Regions from separate parts of the Hordeum vulgare genome. Here region 2 is linked to region 1. A link is a contact called in public Hi-C data. All regions are on one chromosome and are shown on one strand. Each heading gives the region's core, a stretch centred on a gene start, on an enhancer-like site or on the middle of the called end of the contact. The rest is flanking DNA. Distances are from core to core; before and after follow the strand shown.

Region 1 (6,435 bases), core at 1,798-4,297:
TGCGACTTGACTGAGATGCCTATCCCAAGGCCCAAGTCAAAAATGATAGGAGGCTCCCACCATGTGTTTTTGGCGGTGGATGTCGTCCGTTGCTACAGTTTTAGGACTGTGAAAGCGAAGGGCCTGTGCATTGCATCTATCCATCGCTCATGGGCTTCGAGCCGATATTCCCACACACGCGACGCAAGGCAGGCTAATGATCTTTAGGAACTTCGAGGCATGGACACGGCCGCCTCGCCCAGCCCGGCCGGCGACATGCATGCATGCATGCATGCACGCACCCACAAGCTGCCGACGTCGCCACAAGCACGCCGTACGCATGAGAGCCCTACCACGACCGTCCCCTTACCTCGCCGTGCACTTCGCAGCTTCGTCCTCTGCTGTCGTAGGGCGGGCCTGCTTGCCAGTGACGTTTCGGCGCGAGATATTCGTCTCTTTTACGCGCTTGCCCTCGCGCTATTTGCCGCCTGAGAGAAATGCCCTTCGAGAGCTGCCGGCGATATTTTTATTTATTTTCCACGCATCTTCTATGTTATGTTATGTCGAATCCTGTGACGGCGAGGTGCACCAGCTAGCCGGCCCTGAGGTCAGGTGTCAAGTGGATGCATACATATCCGTTTACCTGCGCGCGTCGTTTTCTACTATGCGGTGGCCCGTGGAAGATTATTACGTGGCTTGGCCGGCTCTTTAGATATGTCGTGGGCACTGGACTGTTTTGCCGCTTTGGCTTTGGTATTGCCACTGGCGCGGTACAATCCATGGGTGCCAAACAACTTTGCTGTCACGATTATGATCAGTGTGGTGCTCCTATGCTACAGTTAAGCAATTCGCCTAGTACCTCCAGAACACTAAATGATTACAGGCAATCTAGTTACAGTTGCACGGTTAGACCTGCGTGACCACTGACCAGGCGATACATACTGGTGATCGCCAGGAAGCACTCACCATGTCTGCAGCAATCAATCATGCAGAGGACGCGTCTCCACTGCCCGAGACTGAGACGTCATTGAGGACGAGACGGCATGCTGTTTCCTCAACTCGAATCTTCCTGCACATGTATACTGTATTCTGTACAGTACTAAAGTTTTCCACGGGTTACTGAAAAATCCTGAACCGTTCAAACACAGCGAATGGCCAACACCAGTGCTCAGCTGGATTCACCATACCACTATACGGTGGCGATTCCTGGGTTGCTTCCACGTAGAAAAGGCGCCAACCAATACGACGGGTGCGCAACGCAAGGGATCGAGGAGCGTTGGCATGCACTGCTGCACTTGTCGACCGGGTCACCACTCAGACCCAACCGCAGCAACACCTAAAAAACCACTCAGCTTTTCACCTTTTTCCCCACACGTCGCCTTTGTGGTTTTGTTTGCAGGACACATCACCCCCTTGTTCCATTGGCTTGTGCCTGTGGGGGTCGCGGATGGTTCATGGTTCCTTTAACTCCGTTGCGGTGCGTGCCACAAGGAATCGAGTTAATGGTCGATCGACCATCGGTGCCATCCGAATCCTGCAATCTGGCTTCATGGCTTGCCGTTTACAGCAAGCAAAGGGATCGATCGTACAGCAACGTATTCCTCCTGTTAAAACATTCCACTACAGAGCATTCCACTAATGCCTATTTTTTATTTTTAGGGAATGCCACCATGACTGTTTATATTTCATGTGAAAATAAAGTTACATCATTTGCTAGTAGATCCATCAAGAGATCTGGAGGCTCCATCTGCCAAACCATAGCTCGAGAGTCCTCTGATTTGCTAGCTGAAACATCCGCCGTCATATTGACCTCCCTAGGGCCCTAACGGGAACTAACCGAATTCAGACTACGACATAAGAACGTACATTCTTTCAAAATCGCCGCCCAAGGAATGGCCACATTTGTCATCATCACTTCAATGACCTCTATACAGTCTGCTTTAATTATCAAATTGTTACAGCACATATCACCTGTCAAGATGAGGCCATCTATGTGTCCTCGCGCCTACGCCGTCGCAACATCCTCAACCAATGGGATGTTGCTATAGGCCGCCGCTAGGAAGAAGCCACCCGAAATGGGTACCATGATGCCCGTTTTAGAAAAACATTTTTTACTGAATTTTTTTTACAAACACACACACGCATAAATACTACACATGTGTAAAAAATCATTTCATTTTACATTCATACGTGGCGTACAAAAAAAGACAAATATGATTTTTCAAATGGGCCAGATTTTTTTGGGCCGGAAAATTGTTTTTTATACAGCTTACAAATTACTTTTTTTTTTTGGGAACAAAATTTTATGGATCAGTAGTGAATACATACAAGTTTACACAGAATTATTTTCAGTATTTTTTGAAACTTTCAATTATGTTTTTTGATTGTTTTAAAAAAAAGGCACCATGGTGTCCGAGCACACAAACTCGCTCTCCCCGAAACATGTATAATTCCAGCAATGCCTCTTGAGCCCTTGTCCGAGTCAAACGTTGCATCCCCACTCAGTTTTATGAAGCATTCCTTTGGGTGTTCTTCATCCATAGTGCCCGGTTGCTACCTTTCTTTCTTGCCCTTGAAAAAATCTTTTCTAAAGTGAAGATAGCCTCTGCCAATCTTGCTACTTTAGCAAGAATTTCTCCATGTGTGACACGCTGCCGTCCACAAAACATACCACATGGCCCTAGCTATCAGATCGTTACGGTTCACTGTTCTTCTTAATTAATTGATGAGGCAAAACATTTACCTTTGTTTCAAAAAAAAAATACAGTTCACATCTGCCATCAGTAGCATATCTCCGTGATGAGTCAAAATAAATTCACGGACAAAAACTTCTCCATCCCCTTCCTGCAAGCATAGATCATTCACCATATGTCCCAGTCAAAGGATGAGCCAAATCTCACCCACACTAGGGTATAACAAGAAGGCGTGCTTATACTTTCACAGTCGGCGCTACATAAAGGGAATTCAGAACTTGTGATCATATATGACCAGGGGCGGAGCTACAGAGTGTCCAGGATGGGCCACGGTCACCCTTGGATTTTGAACCAGCCTATATACCATACACAATTATAGATGGGCCAGAGAAATAAAAAGGGCCCAACAACATCTCTAACCCAACAAACAACACACGCGCCACATAACCTGCACACCACACGCGGGACACAGCGAGAAGCAACGATATCTTACAATCCTCAACACCCAACCATCGGGCGCTCGGTTTTCGCCTACCTCGTTGCCCTCGCCACACGATGGATGCCCAACCACTCTGGAGGCTCTTCCACTCCTTCCTCTCCGTCGCGACTGCGTCCTGCCCGACACTCGGCGCCAGCAGCAACCCTATGTGCCTGCGACCTGACCCTGCCCTAGCCTAGCCCATGCCGCCTGGCGCCCCTACAAAACAGCGGCAGCCGCCCAGTCTACATTTCGACGCTCGGCCTTGCCTGATTTGCGGTACCATCTCCGGCAGCTCGCCAATTGACCATTCCCCATTTTTCAATTTAGGGTTTACTATTTACTTCTTGTGTACTGTGGTCTACATGAGCGACGAACACACACATAATTTTCAGATCATTTATATTCAGTTGTGTCATTGTGATAGATATATACCTAATACCTAATAATAAAGCGGCTATTGCTTCCGTCGAAAAACCCACCACGGTATTTTTATAAATAAAAAAACTGTAATTTTTGTTATTCAACCCGCGCTCCATCATTTATCTGCAACGCAAAAGGAAAAAACGATTCGCTGTAAAAATTATACCCGTACGCATCACCTCCTCCCGTCGACCCTGGGCCACCCTGGCCTGTGCCCAGGCCGCCGCCACACCACTCGCCGCCGCGGCCGACCTCAACCGCCACCGCTGCCGATCTCAACCCACCCGCCTCCGCGGATGTACCTCTCCCCGCTCACTGTCCCCATTGCGGCGCTCGAGCGCATCGCGTCGACCCTGGTCCACCCTGGCCTGTGCCCAGGCCGCTGCCACACCACTCGCCGCCGCGGCCGACCTCAACCACCACTGTTGTCGATCTCAACCCACCCGCCTCCGCGGTCGTACCTCTGCCCGCTTGCTGCCCTCGTTTCGGCGCTCGAGCACAGCTTCTGGATCAAATCAACGCGACAGCTACAATGACTTGGGATGATGCGTCTGCTCGATGCAGAACAGCGGCGGCGCGCGGATAAGGCGCGGTGGAGCGAAGTACTTGCAGGTGGAGGCGGGCCTCCATGGCTCACACGGGGAACTCCGAGGTTATGGCGCGGCAACGGCGACTCCTTATGGCCAGATAGAGGCGCCTAACCCTTTCTCCCCTCATCGTATCCCCTCCTCTGACAGGAACTCATCATCTGGTGAGATCCACTCCCCATGCCTCCAACCGTGTGCCAAGCACCGGCAAGAAATTTTGTTTTGTGGGAATTTGTTTGCTGATGAATGAATGTATTGAATGTAAGATTGCATTGTTGTAGAGAAAGAGAATGGAACACCACCTTCAGTTTGTCATCTGATCCCACATTCTCTACCTCATGAGTGAAATAAGATAACAGTCCATTGATCAATTCACGTAGCCTCTTTGTTTTGCTTTGCTTGTCCCGCTCAATTTCTCATCATGGTGGAATTAACAATGGACGGGTTGATTTCTCAACAAAATAGGATAGGACTGACTACATTAGTTAGTTAGCTTATTATTTTAATAAATCAAAATAATTATAAAAAGATTAAAAGCGTGTGGTATTTTTTTCTTCCGTTGCAACGCACTAGTAGAAACTAAACTCTTATTGCGGAATTATTGAAACATGCTGATCTTTAACTTTCGAGGGTATCTACTATAGTCTATAGTAGTATCTATTCCCCTTTCATGGCAAACCAAGACTTAATTGAGAATTCTAGTATGATTGTCGAAAAAAATAGAACCACCCTGGTTTCAAATCCTAGTTGTGCCACTGCATATGACGGTTGATCAAGACTCCATGGCAAGGTAAAGCACCACGCAACGATTTCCACACTGAATTTTAATTTTTGTTGGTACACGTAGTTTCCATAGGGTCAACCAAATGGGACTAGTACTTGAGGCTTCATCGGAGTTTTTCCGGCTCAACTTTTGTGCATACTGGTAATTCCACTCTAAGTGATACACCATTTTGACTGAAAAAATCCTTTCCTACTGAAGCGCCATGATACACAATCATCCATCATCCCCAAAGCAAGAGAGATATTAAGTATATGTTCTGCATCGATGAGCCAAAAGACACCCTTTATGAGTTGTTCATCACATTCTCTTGCATCAACATTTACCAGTTCATAAACTTAATGAGCACAATATTGCCTCTTCTCGTCACTACTTTCATGGTCGGGCTACCGGGAGTCCATGGGTTGTCCCATATGTTAATTTGTCTTCCATCACCAACTCTCCATATGCACCATTTTTTGAAGGTTTGGATCACCTTCCATAAGCTCTTCCACGTGAATGAACTACCTTCCTTCACGTTGTAATTTAGGAAATCCCCATCAGGAAAATATTTTACTCTCAACATCCTTGCACACAAAGACTCGGGCTCTCGCGTTAGGAGGGCCAAGTTGAAACAATGTAAATCTCTAAAAGCTCCTCTTATCTTTTTCACGATACACATCTTCCACCAAACAACCAGTGCATGTGGTTCTTTGGTCATCATCTGTGGTGATAGGATTGCACTGGCTTGAGAACTAACATTACACATATGAAAGGATAGCCTACAAAACAACTTTGATCAAGATTTCTCTCCCCACCCCAAAGGAAGGTATTTTTTCCAACATCTCATCCTACTCAGGACTCTTTTCATGAGTTGTTAGAAGTAGTCTGATATGTTCACTCCCATAATTGGCGACAACCATGTCCTCTCATAAGAATGAGGGAGTCATCCACAAGCAAAAGATGTGATACTAACGGGGTTGGGCTTTCCGATACCACGCTCCAAGTGAGTATGCCCCATATAACTGCAAACATAGCATAACACCGGCATCTTCTCATATAGGACTAATTGGTAAACCCTTTTCTTGGCTGTTTTGATAGACCCAAATCACATCAAAGGTTTGTTTACGTCTAGTTGAACGCGAAACCTGATAATCCTCCCATGTCCCAATAGGAGTAAGCAACACATTCTACACTTTGCCAACGTTCTTGGCTAGGGTCTAATAACATGTCCTTTCTATACAAAGGAGGTAGATCAACAATCTAGATCCAGGCAATTAGCATATCGAGCACCACCTCATCAATCTTTGTGTACCCATCATACCTTTCCATGAGCACACCATGATCACTCAAGATCCATGCACCTTCCTTCATTACCCTCTTCCAATCTATCAGATAATTCATAGTCGAAACAAATAAGTTCTAATCAAGAGCAATGAAAGTCACTCCCTACGCTAGACTCGAAGTCATCTCATGAAATCATAGAAGCCCTCTTAGCTAAAGGGCTTATCTATA
Region 2 (6,435 bases), core at 1,715-4,214, 750 kb before region 1:
CTGATTATATTTTATGTCGAAGATCTTATCTATATGTTGTGATCAATTACCAAAACAGGGGAAATTGGAAGCACAACTTATTCCTAGGTGGTTTTGGTAATTAATTACAATATATATATGTCATGGGACTAATGATTTTTTCTAGTATAGTTAAGGAAAAGTTCAATGATGGATTGGCCAAGCTTCAAGCTTCAAGACTCTACACTTTACATTTTGTGAGATATCACATTTGAGTCCATAGGGAAGCCAATACCATTAAAAGGGGATGAGGTGACTATGATGATCTCGTTGCTCAAGTGCTTAGAGATTAGCCACCAAAAATACTCATGAAATTCTCCTATAAATATTCTGTCCAAACCTCAAAGTCAAATTCGATGCTAAAAATATTTCCAAATCGTCCCTACCGAGTTTTACCCTAGACAGAACCTATGCCAAACCCTAGCATCTCGGTACCACCAAGTTTTGATTCGGTCTGACCAAAAAACAATGACCACCTATGCCATTTGCTAAAATTAGAATTTCTGAGTTTTGCAAATCGATGCCACCAAGTATGGTAACTACATAGGCCAGCCAAAATCAGGCCCTCCGAGATTCATATATCGGTCTTACCGAAAAGCCTAAAGTTGCCACATTTTGCACTAGTCGATGCAACCGAGTTTTTACTTCGATTTCACCGAGTCGGGCAATAATGTTGTAACGGTTGGATTTTTGGATATGCCTATATATACCTCTCCACCTCCTCTCATTCGCACAGGAAGTACTCAGAACGAACTAACACTTGCCCCATCCATTTTTTCGAGAGAGAGACACCTACTCATATGTTGAGATCAAGATATTCCAATCCTATCATATGAATCTTGATTTCTAGCCTCCCTAAGTTGCTTTCCATCCAATCAATCTCTTCTACCCAAACCGAATATGTAAAAGAGTAATTGAGTGTTGAGGAGACTATCTTTTAAAGCACAAGAGCAAGGAGTTCATGAGGAATTTTATTTTTTTCATAAATCTGCTACTTTCAAAAAAAAAATTCTCAAACCGTGCATCTAAGTTTCAAACCATTTTGATCGTTGGATTCCTCGCGTTGAAATATTCAAAACTAGATGCCATGTTGATAAATTTTCATGGACTTTTTTTTGAACAAAAAAACACCAAGGAAAAAAACCACACGAAAAAACAGTGCCTCTCACAAAAAATGTGTTTTTTGTCTCCGAGACGCATGACCTTGCCTCACGCGCAAGCAAAACCATGCCTCTCATGCCTCGCGAAAGAAACAAAATATAAAACACGTTTTTTCGTTTTTCACATGCACACTCGTGCCTCTCCGAAATCAAATTTGTGCCTCTCGCGGAAGCAAATTCGTGCCTTTGGTGAAAGCAAAACTGCGCCTCTCGTGAAAAAAAGAGAAAATGTTTTTTCCTTCTCGAGTGACACAACCGTGTCTCTCCTGAAAGCAAATTAGTGTCTCTCACGGAAGGAAAACCATGACTCTCGCGAAAGAAAAAAAACAAAAAATATTTTGTTTCGTTTCTGATAGGCACAACCATGAAATTTTTTGAAAACATGAAAAATGTTTGCTTAAAACCAAATATATATTTTTCTGGTCTCAAAACTGAATAAAATTTTGAAAACGTGAAAAATGTTGGCTTAAAATGTGAACATTTTTTGTAATTGCGATTAAATTTCAAATTCTGGATATTTTCTTAATTGTTGACCACATTTTTAAAATATGTCAAACTTTTAAAACGTTAACATTTTTTTTGGTAAAATATGAACATATTATGAATTCCGAAAATAAATTATGAATTATGAACAAATTTTGAAAACACCAACAATTTTTTTAAATGAAATATTTTCACATTTCAAAAAAATCAAAATCTGAACAGTGTTTTTGAATTGTGAGGATAAATAATAAGCTTGAAAAAAATTAATACCATGACCAAAAGTTTTCAAAAAAAACTTAATTTTTTTTAAACTTCAGACCAATTTTAAAGACATGAATTATTTAAAAAATCATGAACAAATTTGGAATTTCAAACATCTTTTGAAAATCTAAAGAAAACTAAGTATTTAAAAAATCACCGTGTATTAAAATCAATTTTCCCATGTATTAACGAAAGAAAATACGAAAGCAAAGCAAAAAACAGAAAAACATAAAAGCACCAGCAAAGGAAAAACAAAATAGAGAACAATAAAAAATGAATGAAATGTAAGAAGCAGCAAACACGCAACACGCCTTGCCGCGAACTGGACAGGCCCATCTATTGGCGCTGCGATCGAAACCATTCCTGTTTGCCGGCCACTGGGGAAAAACCTATTTTGGGCCACCGGCGTTGGTTAAAGGCAAAATTTGCTAACCGACGCCTACAGCGCTCCACAATGGACCCGCCCATGTAGGGAACTTTCATTAACTTGTTTTTAGCCCGTGAACTGTTTTAGCCCGTGATTTTTTTTAAATCAGTCAACTTTTTAAAAATCGATGGTTTTTTTTGGAAATTCATGAACATTTTTTAAAATCGAGGAACATAATTTAAATTTCATGAACTTTTTTCAAAATCTGTGAACTATTTTTAAACTTTGATGAACTTTTTCCAAATCAATGAACTGTTTTTAAAAACTGATGAACTTTTTTCAAAATCGATGATTTTTTTTCTTCGAATTCTGTGAAATTTTTGAAAATCCATGTACATATTTTTCAAAAATCCCTGAACTTTTCCATAATAATTGATTTTTTTTACAAATCTGAACTTTTTGAAATTATGTGAACTTTTTTCATATTTTTATTGAGCAATGCATTTTTTGCATGGGTCGGCCCATTTTTTCCCTAACTGGCGCTGAAAGCGCCGAATAGGAGGTCCCGGCCACCGGCGGCAAATAGAATTGAGAGCTCCTATTCGATCTTGTAGGCGCCCGTTTAGAGATGGGCGACTACAGCGATCGGCACTGGGCCGCGACCCATTCAACACATCGTTCTGGTCGGTTCGCTCGATCACGGAAAGAAACAACTCACTCGCCTCGTTGGGTTTATTTCTCTGGTTATTCTATGTTGCTCGTTCATGAAAAAGACTGGATTTCGGTTCTTTTTTTCAACTTTGAATATTTTCATGAAAAAATGTTCATAGATTTACTAAAGTTCCAAGAAAAAGTTCATCAATTTTGATAATTCTTTCACAAATATAAAAAAAGATCATAAATTTGAAAAACTTCATCGGATTTGAAAAAAAGTTCATCGATTTTTAAAAAAGTTCATTGATTTGAAAAAAGTTCGTCGATTTTAAAAAAAAATTCATTGATTTTGAAAAAAAGAATCATCAAATTTGACAAAAGTTCATTGATTTTGAGAAAGATTTCAAAAAATTCTAAAAAGGTCATCAAGTTTGAAGAATAAGTTCCTCTATTTTGAAAAAGGTTCATCAATTCGAAAAAAGTCCACGACTTTCAAAAAATTATGTTCGTGGATTTAGAAAAGAATTTGCTATTTGAAGAAATCAGAATTTAAAAAAAAGTAGAAAAGGATAGAGAAAAAAGAACAAAGAAAAACAGTAAACAAAAATGAAAAAAAGGACAACAAAAAGAAACAAATAAAAGAAGTAAAAGTTTGAATCAAAGCAGCTCCAACTCCGTTGCCAGGTGGGATTACAAACGAAACTCGATGAGGAAGGTCGCAAGTTCGATTCCTAGGAAGTGCTGTTGTTTTTTGCGGATGTAAATTAAAAATTAACGGCTTGGCCCAGCAAGAGGCGCTGCACGCGCCAGTTTGTGAAAATGCACACAAACAGGCGCTGCGTAAATAGGAAATGCCAATAGAACTTGCCGCACCACAGAACCACCCTTCGCATAAGGTGAGTTATATCTGGCCATGGGCAGCCCGGTCCGGTCGGCCCGGCCTGACCCGGCCCAAAAAGCTCGACCCAGCTCGGCCCGACCTTGCCCACGGGTCGGGCTCGGGCCTGATAATCAAGCCTGCCGGTCGGGCCCGGGCCCGTGAAAACTTGATTTTACGCCTACGTTGGGTCGAACCTGTCGGGGCAGGGGCGGACTTCTTCAGGCTCGGGCCAAGCCTGGACTCAAAAAATAGGTCTGACGATCGGGCGGGGGCAGGCTTGGGCTTGGGTTTTGTAGCACGTTTTCTTAGGACCGGCCTGCCCCGAGATATGGCCAGGTATAGGGTGAGTTAGATAGGGGCGGGCCAATGAGGAGGCGAGCGGGAGACCAAGAGCTGACCCAACAAGCACCAGAGAACCACCCCTTCGCATAGGGTGAGTTAGATAGGGCCGGGCCAATGAGGAAGCGAGCGGGAGACCAAGAGCTGACCCAACAAAGCGGACCCTGACACACTATAGTGATCTGTCATTGTTGTTTTGGAAAGCAAAAACTTCACAATTCTTGAACAATGTTTGGAATTTAGACTATTATGTTTAAACTAGAAACATTTATTTCTAATGTCAACATTTTTCAAAAAATAATCGAACCAATTTTGAAACAAGAACATATTTGAATTTCTGAAAAAAAAATTAAATAGTACTCCCTCCGTTCCAAAATAAGTGACTCAACTGTGAGCACCTGTTGAGTCACTTTTGAGTCACTTATTTTGGAAAGGGGTGAGTAGTATTTTCTAAAACTGTGAGCATTTTTTGAAAAAAGCAGACATTTGTTTAGAGTACAACTATTATTTAATTTTTTTAACAAAATTTGAAAACTAGAATAATTTTGGAAACTTAGAACAATACTAAAAAATGCACATATTAAAAAAAGGATTTTTTTGAATTTTTGAACTTATTACGGTAATGAAAAAAAGAAAATTGAATAATGCAAAAAATATATTATTATTTATATTATTTTTGGGAAAATACGAAACATTTTAGAAAATTCTGGACTTTTTTTGTAAGTCCAATATTTTTGAAATTAATAATTTTTTGAAAAGAAACAAAAAACTAGAAAAATAAAAACAAAAAAAATTATTTAGAAAAGAAAGAAACAAAAAAACTTCGATAGAACTTTATAGAAGCTGTCCAACACAAAGGAACCTGCTAGAAGGTTTCCAAAACTGGACCATGAAAAGTTGTGCGTACAACTCAAATTGGATGACCCAGTCGCTCGGCTTATCGAGTGCCCCGTGTGTGAATGTACAACATTGTGATGCAAAATGCCTCGATAGGGAATTCCATATCTGTTCCCGGGTATTTTGGCGAGAAAAGGGAGTGGCTACATGGCCCTTGAGCCCATCATGCATGATGCATTCATCGGAGGAGGATTCAAAATCGATAAATCCTAGGTCGTGCTTGTGAGGATATTTTTCAAAGCCCTTTCTCCACACAAGGATTTAACACGAAGTCCTTGGAAGAAATTAAGTGTACTGAGAAAACTCAAAATCCCTAAAATCTGGTTAGGGTTTCAGTGCAAAGAAATGGGTGGAGTCTCGAGATGGTTTTGCAAAGATTAACACTAGCGCAACCCTTTTTAGGAGAGGGGGAGTGTAGCATCTGCAACGATTTGCAGATATTCAGATGACCTCTATGTGGGAGCTTCGATGCTTTAGATCGGCTAATGATTTCGCGGACTAGAAAGTTTAGGTTCATCCCCGATTGCAAAACGATAATAGATGACATCACTAATGGGTCCGTGGGATATCATGCGAGCATCACAAAGGAGATTGTTCAGCGTGCCGAACCCTTTTCAAAATGTCTCTTTACTCACCAATGGATCCATGGCATATCATCCGTTCATCACAAAAGGAGATTGTTCAACGTTTTCAATTCTATTCAGAATGGATCACATCACCAATGGTCTCATGGGATACCATGCGGTCATCACAAAGGAGATTGTACAACATTTTTAATCCTTTTCAGAATGGATGACATCACCAATGGTTCCATGGGATATCATGCGATCATCACAAAAGAGATTGTTCAGCGTTCTCAATCCTTTTCAGAATGTCTCTTTACTGATGAGCGGATTACAAAGCTCATAGTATAGCTAAGTTTCCAGTATTTTGAGTCTGGGAGGCCATGTGTGGCTTGAAGTACCCTATGACACTTTTTCTATCCATGTAAACATTTTATCTGATCAATAAAACGTACCTACGGTGCCTAAAACATGAGTAATTGGTAAATCCTATTTCACCCTTAAAGCGAGGAATATGCAAGCAAACACACATGTGGGGTCGCTAGGTGTACGATTGTTCCTTTTCTTTCTCTTTACTAGTTTCTTTCCAGGCTTCTTGTTTTCTCCAAATTCTTTCTCTTGTAGCAGGTTTTTCCTTTTATATTTTCCTTTTTATATATTTTAAGTAAACAAGTAAATAAATACACTTTGTTGTACAAATGAATATTTTTAAACTACACAATGAAATATGTGTTCTACTTATATGGACATTATTAATAATTTATATTTTTAAGAAGGTATATTTTATATATTGACATTTTTGTACAAATGATA

What was found. Hi-C and Micro-C count contacts between places; a contact is called where the count stands out from the background.
Region 2: a Hi-C map of leaf shows a contact between it and region 1, with 5 times the contacts expected there. The contact joins two enhancer-like sites. A contact is called at or near these places in 2 of 6 Hi-C or Micro-C datasets (leaf and seedling).

Annotation. Positions count from the first base shown.
Region 1 is chr2H:571,362,108-571,368,542 of MorexV3_pseudomolecules_assembly, reverse strand. No RefSeq gene overlaps it. Among protein-coding and RNA genes, the nearest start is that of LOC123428666, 65 kb to the right of the region's middle. Within about 2 kb of position 3,047, at least 3 of the 3 cell types and tissues checked have open chromatin away from gene starts, as enhancers often do. A contact at or near this core is called in leaf and seedling, where this site is marked.
Region 2 is chr2H:572,109,405-572,115,839 of MorexV3_pseudomolecules_assembly, reverse strand. No RefSeq gene overlaps it. Among protein-coding and RNA genes, the nearest start is that of LOC123430593, 37 kb to the right of the region's middle. Within about 2 kb of position 2,964, at least 3 of the 3 cell types and tissues checked have open chromatin away from gene starts, as enhancers often do. A contact at or near this core is called in leaf and seedling, where this site is marked.